Linked DNA regions of Cricetulus griseus: region 2 is linked to region 1. A link is a contact called in public Micro-C data. All regions are on one chromosome and are shown on one strand. Each heading gives the region's core, a stretch centred on a gene start, on an enhancer-like site or on the middle of the called end of the contact. The rest is flanking DNA. Distances are from core to core; before and after follow the strand shown. Region 1 overlaps Pkig (cAMP-dependent protein kinase inhibitor gamma). Region 2 overlaps Ttpal (alpha-tocopherol transfer protein-like).

What was found. Hi-C and Micro-C count contacts between places; a contact is called where the count stands out from the background.
Region 2: a contact with region 1 is called in a Micro-C map of the CHO-K1 cell line, with 5 times the contacts expected there. The contact joins two enhancer-like sites. A contact is called at or near these places in 6 of 8 Hi-C or Micro-C datasets (the CHK-Q cell line, the CHL-YN cell line, the CHO-K1 cell line and 2 more).

Annotation. Positions count from the first base shown.
Region 1 is chr6:15,793,569-15,796,358 of CriGri-PICRH-1.0, forward strand. Pkig (cAMP-dependent protein kinase inhibitor gamma) reads right to left here. Exons shown (of 4, transcript XM_027423486.2): 3 at 589-762. The coding sequence starts at 739. Among named protein-coding and RNA genes, the nearest start is that of Ada, 31 kb to the left of the region's middle. Within about 2 kb of position 1,388, at least 1 of the 6 cell types and tissues checked has open chromatin away from gene starts, as enhancers often do.
Region 2 is chr6:15,896,189-15,898,978 of CriGri-PICRH-1.0, forward strand. Ttpal (alpha-tocopherol transfer protein-like) reads right to left here. Exons shown (of 5, transcript XM_027423491.2): 5 at 1-2,790. Among named protein-coding and RNA genes, the nearest start is that of Ttpal, 14 kb to the right of the region's middle. Within about 2 kb of position 1,428, at least 1 of the 6 cell types and tissues checked has open chromatin away from gene starts, as enhancers often do.

The DNA of each region.
Region 1 (2,790 bases), core at 138-2,637:
TCTAGATGGGCAACAGTGAAGTAAAGGCCCTGACAAAGAAGCCCTGCACCCTGACAGAACTAGACAAGGACGAGTGGGGGAAGGTATGGGTAACAAGGCCTGAGGAGAACCCTAGGCCAGGCTGGCCAGCAGGGCATAACTTCTGGGGAGCACTGGAGAGCATCTTGGCTCTGAGGTGTTACCAGGGAGTCTGGGGCAGAAGCCTGGCAGGGCTGGATGGCTAAAGAAATCCTGCTGTCTGCTGTGCAGGAAGGGCAAAGACTCCTGGTGAACAGCAGGTAACGTGGTAGCTATGGGGATGAAGAGAGGATGGGGCATGAGGCAGAGGGAGTTAGGGTGTATCACTGAGACCTGACAGGGCTTGTTGGACTGAGGGCGGGAGAAGGGAAACATCCTAGATGCTTGCCAGAGTCCCCAGGACCAAGATGCTGGCATCCTCCAACCTAGACATTGGCTGGGCTCTGCTACTGACCATGGACAGCCCCATTTAAACACACTTCTCTGAGGAACGGTGAGACCTGGAGACTAGCAAGAGCTAGCAGAGCACCTCCCGACCTGCCCACCGGGATGCTCAGCACAGGCTCTGACCTGACCCCTCAAGTGCCAGCTCGCCCATGTCACCAGCTAGCTTCCGCACGCTCACGGCCTCCGAGTCACCCTGGATGTCAGGGACTGCATTCCGACGGCCTGTTCGGTCACAGGAGATGAAGTCCGAGTAGGAGGACTCGACCTCCATCATGCCTGTCGCATCGCTCCTCAGGCCTGTGGGGACAGGAGCAGGAGAGCAGAAGTGAGGTGCTGATATTCTCTGACATAATGACACAACTGCCTTTTCCACCGGAACTGAGCAGAAAGCGCGGGACAAAGGGAACCAAAACCACTGTGGCCCCAGTTAGAGTACTATCCACATCTTCTAGAACAGCACATGGCCAGGTGATGATGACTGACTAATCCCAGTACATGGGAGGCAGAGACAAGGTCTCTGTGAGCACTAAGCTAACCTGGTCTACAGAGTGAGTTCCAGAATGGCCAGGGCTATGTAGAGAAACCTTGTTTTAATAAAGAAAAAAAAGAAAAGAAAGAACATGCGTGAGGGTCAGAAAATGGCTTAGTGAGTAAAGGAGCGTGCTACCACACCCTATGACCTGAGTTCAATCCCTGAAAACCATGTGGTAGAGAATGACTCCTGCAAATTGTCCTCTGACCTCCCCACCCCCCCTCTCTCCCTCCCTCCCTCTCTCTCTCTCTCTCTCTCTCTCTCTCTCTCTCTCTCTCACACACACACACACACACACACATTACATCTTCATTCAAAGTAGCCCTGAAGACCAGCACTTCCAGCTCACCATATCACGTGCCCGGCACAGTCCAGGAGCTACAGAGAGAGCAAAGAACAAGCCAGCACTTTCCCCCACCTCTCAGAGTTTAAAGTTCACTGAATTCAGCATCAAGCTGTCATGATCATGTGTCCAGGGCTTCAAGGGTGCCACAGGGATGGCCAGGACCCAACCAAGACTCGGTCAGGAAATACCATGTCTGTCAACATCCAAGAATGGTGTGGGAAGAGTCTGGGCATGGTGGCTTACACCATGCTGTAATCCCAGCACTCAAGAGACTGAAGCAGGAGGATTGCTCTAAGTTTGAGGCCAGCCTGAGCTGTACAGTTGCATAGTGAGCTCTGGGATAATAGAATGAGACCCTGTCTCAAAGTAACATTTACAAATATAATGAGAGGAAAAGAGTATCCTAAGAAAGGGAACAGAAAGTCTCGAGGCTCTGTTGAAAAACAATGGGGTAGAGCGGAAGAGCAGCAAGGTCTCACAAGAGGGGACAGTGACACCGAGGACAGAGGGTGGACAGAGGCAGACCATATCCTGGACGGTTTTAGATAAGGTCATGAGAACAAGCTGTGCATTTCAAAGACAATTCCAATGTCCAAGCAGAGCAGGGCCTGGATGGAAGTAAGTTAGGAGGGTTCTGGGAGGCCAGGTGTGAGAAGGCAGAGGGATCAAGCAGGCATTGAGACAGATCCTAGACACAACCTGAGGAACAAGTATGTGGGCACTATCTGGCTGAATTTTGGTTTCTGACATGAGTCAGGAGCTGGACAGAGGCATGGCTACTGAAATAGGACCCACAGAGCATTTGGGTACCAGGCAGGTGGAAAGCAACTGTTTACTAGATAGTTTCCTGGCTGGCTTCAAGTTTCCCATGAGCCCTCCAGTGGCAAAGGTGGGGCAGGCGCACAGAGGAGGCTGGAGTGGGAACAAAGGCGTGAAATCAGGAACACTACAGCCCTGTGGTGGACAACACTCAAGAGCAAAGAGAGCCATGGATATCAGGAGGGGACACAGTGACTATTTAGGGATTGTGTCACACATCATATGTACTTGTACATATTGTACATCCAGCCTATTCTTTGGAGCAAAGGCCAGTTTCCCCACCTATAAAATGAAGGTGTGGATAGGTGGTGGTGGTGGGGGGTTTGGGGGAGGAGGAATTCTGTGTAAGGCAGTCCCTCCAGAATCCAGCAGATGGCGCACCGTGTCTAGATTTCTTAGCTGTGGTGAGGGCCTCAGCTAAAGGAATTCCTGGAGGTGGTTCCTTCTGCTTGCTAGTCACTCTGCCTCCAGCTCCCTCTAGGGAAAGTGTTCAAAGCCCCAGTACAGGTAAATGGCTCACTGTAATGGTGATAACACTGTAGTAACAATACAAATGAAAATGCCACCAAGTGTAAAGAGTGACAGGCCAATCACCAGGCACTTGTTTTACATCCATCACTCTCAGCGG
Region 2 (2,790 bases), core at 178-2,677, 100 kb after region 1:
TTGGCCACTGAGAAGTTTCAAGTATTTTACCTGTTGAGTTCCTGTGTACTATGTCAAGAAGCTGAGGCACATCCGGGAGACTAAAGCAGCCACCACTTAACTGCCTGATGGAAAAGCCTCCAGTGAGATTGAAAACACACAGGACCCCAGGTAATTGAAAACCAGTAAACGTGTGGTCCTCTCTAGCTGCAAATTACACGGGGCCTTCCTGTGGAGCAAGCTCCCATGGAGAAGTATTTGGTCGTGCTTTTTGCATTTGAAGCTGAGCATTTGAGTCAGGAGAGCAGAAAAATTTGCTTGACATTTAACAAAGTGAACAGATGGCAATACTGAGACACCTTAGCAAGATAGCTGGCTGTCCTGAGCAGCCCATTGGTGTTGCAGCCTGGCATGACCATCGGAGAGCTACACTTGCATCAACTGAGTTAATGTTTTCCTTCCTAAAGGAGATTTTACAGGAAAACCTGAAGTGCATGACTTCAAGGTGAGGTATTGTCATAATGCTACAACAGCAGTGTGGCTGTTACTGCACAAATGAAAAAGCAATTTTCATGAATGACCGGAAGGATGACATGATTTCTGCCTAAACTGCCTGCTGGATACTAAAGCTGTCTCAGATAGTCAGAGGAATGCCTGCATTTCTGAAGAAACTGCCTTGTAACTTGAGGTGCTTACAAACCTAGGATGAGGCTGGGTGGTGGTGGTGCATGCCCCCTAGCACTTTGGAAGGCAGAGACAGGCAGATCTCTGAGTTTGAGACCAGCCTGCTCTACAAGAGCTAGTTCCAGGACAGCCTCCAAAGCCACTGAGAAACCCTTTCTCGGAAAACAAAAACAAAAACAAAAAAAAAAACCCAAAAACAACAACAACAACAACAACAACAAAAACCTAGGATGAAATCTGAATGCTCTAAACCCCTCCTATGCCCAGAGAAAGCCAAGGTCTGAAGCCAACACTTCTGGCTGTTTCTGTAGATTTTATCTGTATTCCTCCCTCCATGAAGGAACTATAGGTTTCAGGGAACTGAATTTAGTGGAAGTCTGTAGCGAACTTGATCAGGAGAAGAAAATGCCCAGATTCCTAAACTAGCATATTTCAGCAACAATTCACTTGACCTACATTCTTAAATAACCTTGCTTTTAGAAAGCAAGAAGAGTGTCCTTATGGCCAGAGAGCCAATTAGGAACAGGATTCAGAGTTCAGCATACAAGCCTCTTTCTCCAGTGATCAAGGGTGTCAAGTGGCACATTCAAGGCCATGGAGGAAGATAAAGCTGGAACCCACTTCTATTTCACTATCGCTTTTTTCCCAACACCATACAACCTTGAATTTTAGGAAAAGTTCATTTTGCTGTCTGTGAAATGGGTAGAGCTTTTCCCTAAAGTCAGATACTCCTGAGTTCTTGCTCATCTGCTGCCTCCACCAATGTACTCTCCTCTGCTGCACCCCTGCTGCTCAGCCCAGGAACTGCTTTATTGTGCACCAGCAGGTCCTGGTCTCAGCCTGCTTCAAACTGGAGGTGCCAAAACTGACCTTTTAGAGTCAGCAAGCAGAACAGCTTGTGGGGACAGCAGACCCAGGCTCTCAGAGGCTTGATGGGAACAGCTCCCCCTTGGCCTAACCAGAAAAGTTTGGTAAACAAGCACACAAAGGACTAGCTAGTCACATGACAAGATTTAGACCAGAGAGCCTGGCGGGGCTGAGAAATTAATCTTTCCCTTTGTCTATGTTTTCCTTGTGCTCTCTTCCCCCTTAGGACCTAAGTAAGCTTCTAATAGATTCTCTCACCCAGATTGCTGGGTTCGGAGCCATCACGGGTCTTTTCAGGTGTGTGGGTGGCCATCTTTTTAGGCAGAAAACCTGGCAGGAGCTAAAGCAAATAGCAGAGTCTATGGTCAATAGACCATAGTCTCTGGGCAGTCAAGAGGGGCGTGTTTTGGCACTTAAGCTTAGTCAAGACCTAGAAGATCAAGGATTAGCATCTACGGTGAAAAGAATGTCCCCCATAATTGGCATCTTTATGTTAAGTTTCCATTAAGAACTTCTGTAGATGTTTTAGGAAATTTAGTAACAATCGACTGACCTTTGAGTCTCAAGGCCATGCCTGTAAGCTGTATGGAAAGCCTGCTTAGTCTAGTAAATACACAACCAACAGCATGTAACACTATTTAACATCATAATTCACGATGAATACCAAAAGAAACAGGTCAAAATCCAGGAGATAAATTACTTCACTCAATGCTTGGGTTAAGGCTAAAATCTTGATAGGTGTCTAAAGTGCCTAAATGCAAAACTAATGTTCTAGCCAACTGGTCCTTCCACAATAGATAAACACTTGGCAGGGCCTCTAGGCAAACCAGCAATAACCTGCTCCAGTGTGTTTCCACACACAAAAATAGAAGAAGCCCAAATCTGGCAAATTACTCTGGCTGTTTCTACTACTAGTGTCTCCAAGGTGGAAGGAGTTTGTACAAGATTTGGCCAGCCTCACGAAAGCCATCCCTTTCAAGTTTACCCATCATTCTGCAAAGGCAGTTGGTTACCACCAAAGGCCTGGCCAAATGGTGACACTGCTTTACATAAGGCTTGGGTATGTACCACAAAAAAAAAAAAAAAACAAAACAAAACAAGAGCCAACTACCTCTACACAGCCATCTTTCCAAGCAGGAACCCTGACAACTTCAGCAGTCCCAATAACCCCCATTCCATGTAGCTTCACCTTGGAGATGACAAAGCTGAGGTCCGTGTCTTGTCCAGTCACACACCTGACTCCTTAGCCACACAGTCAGT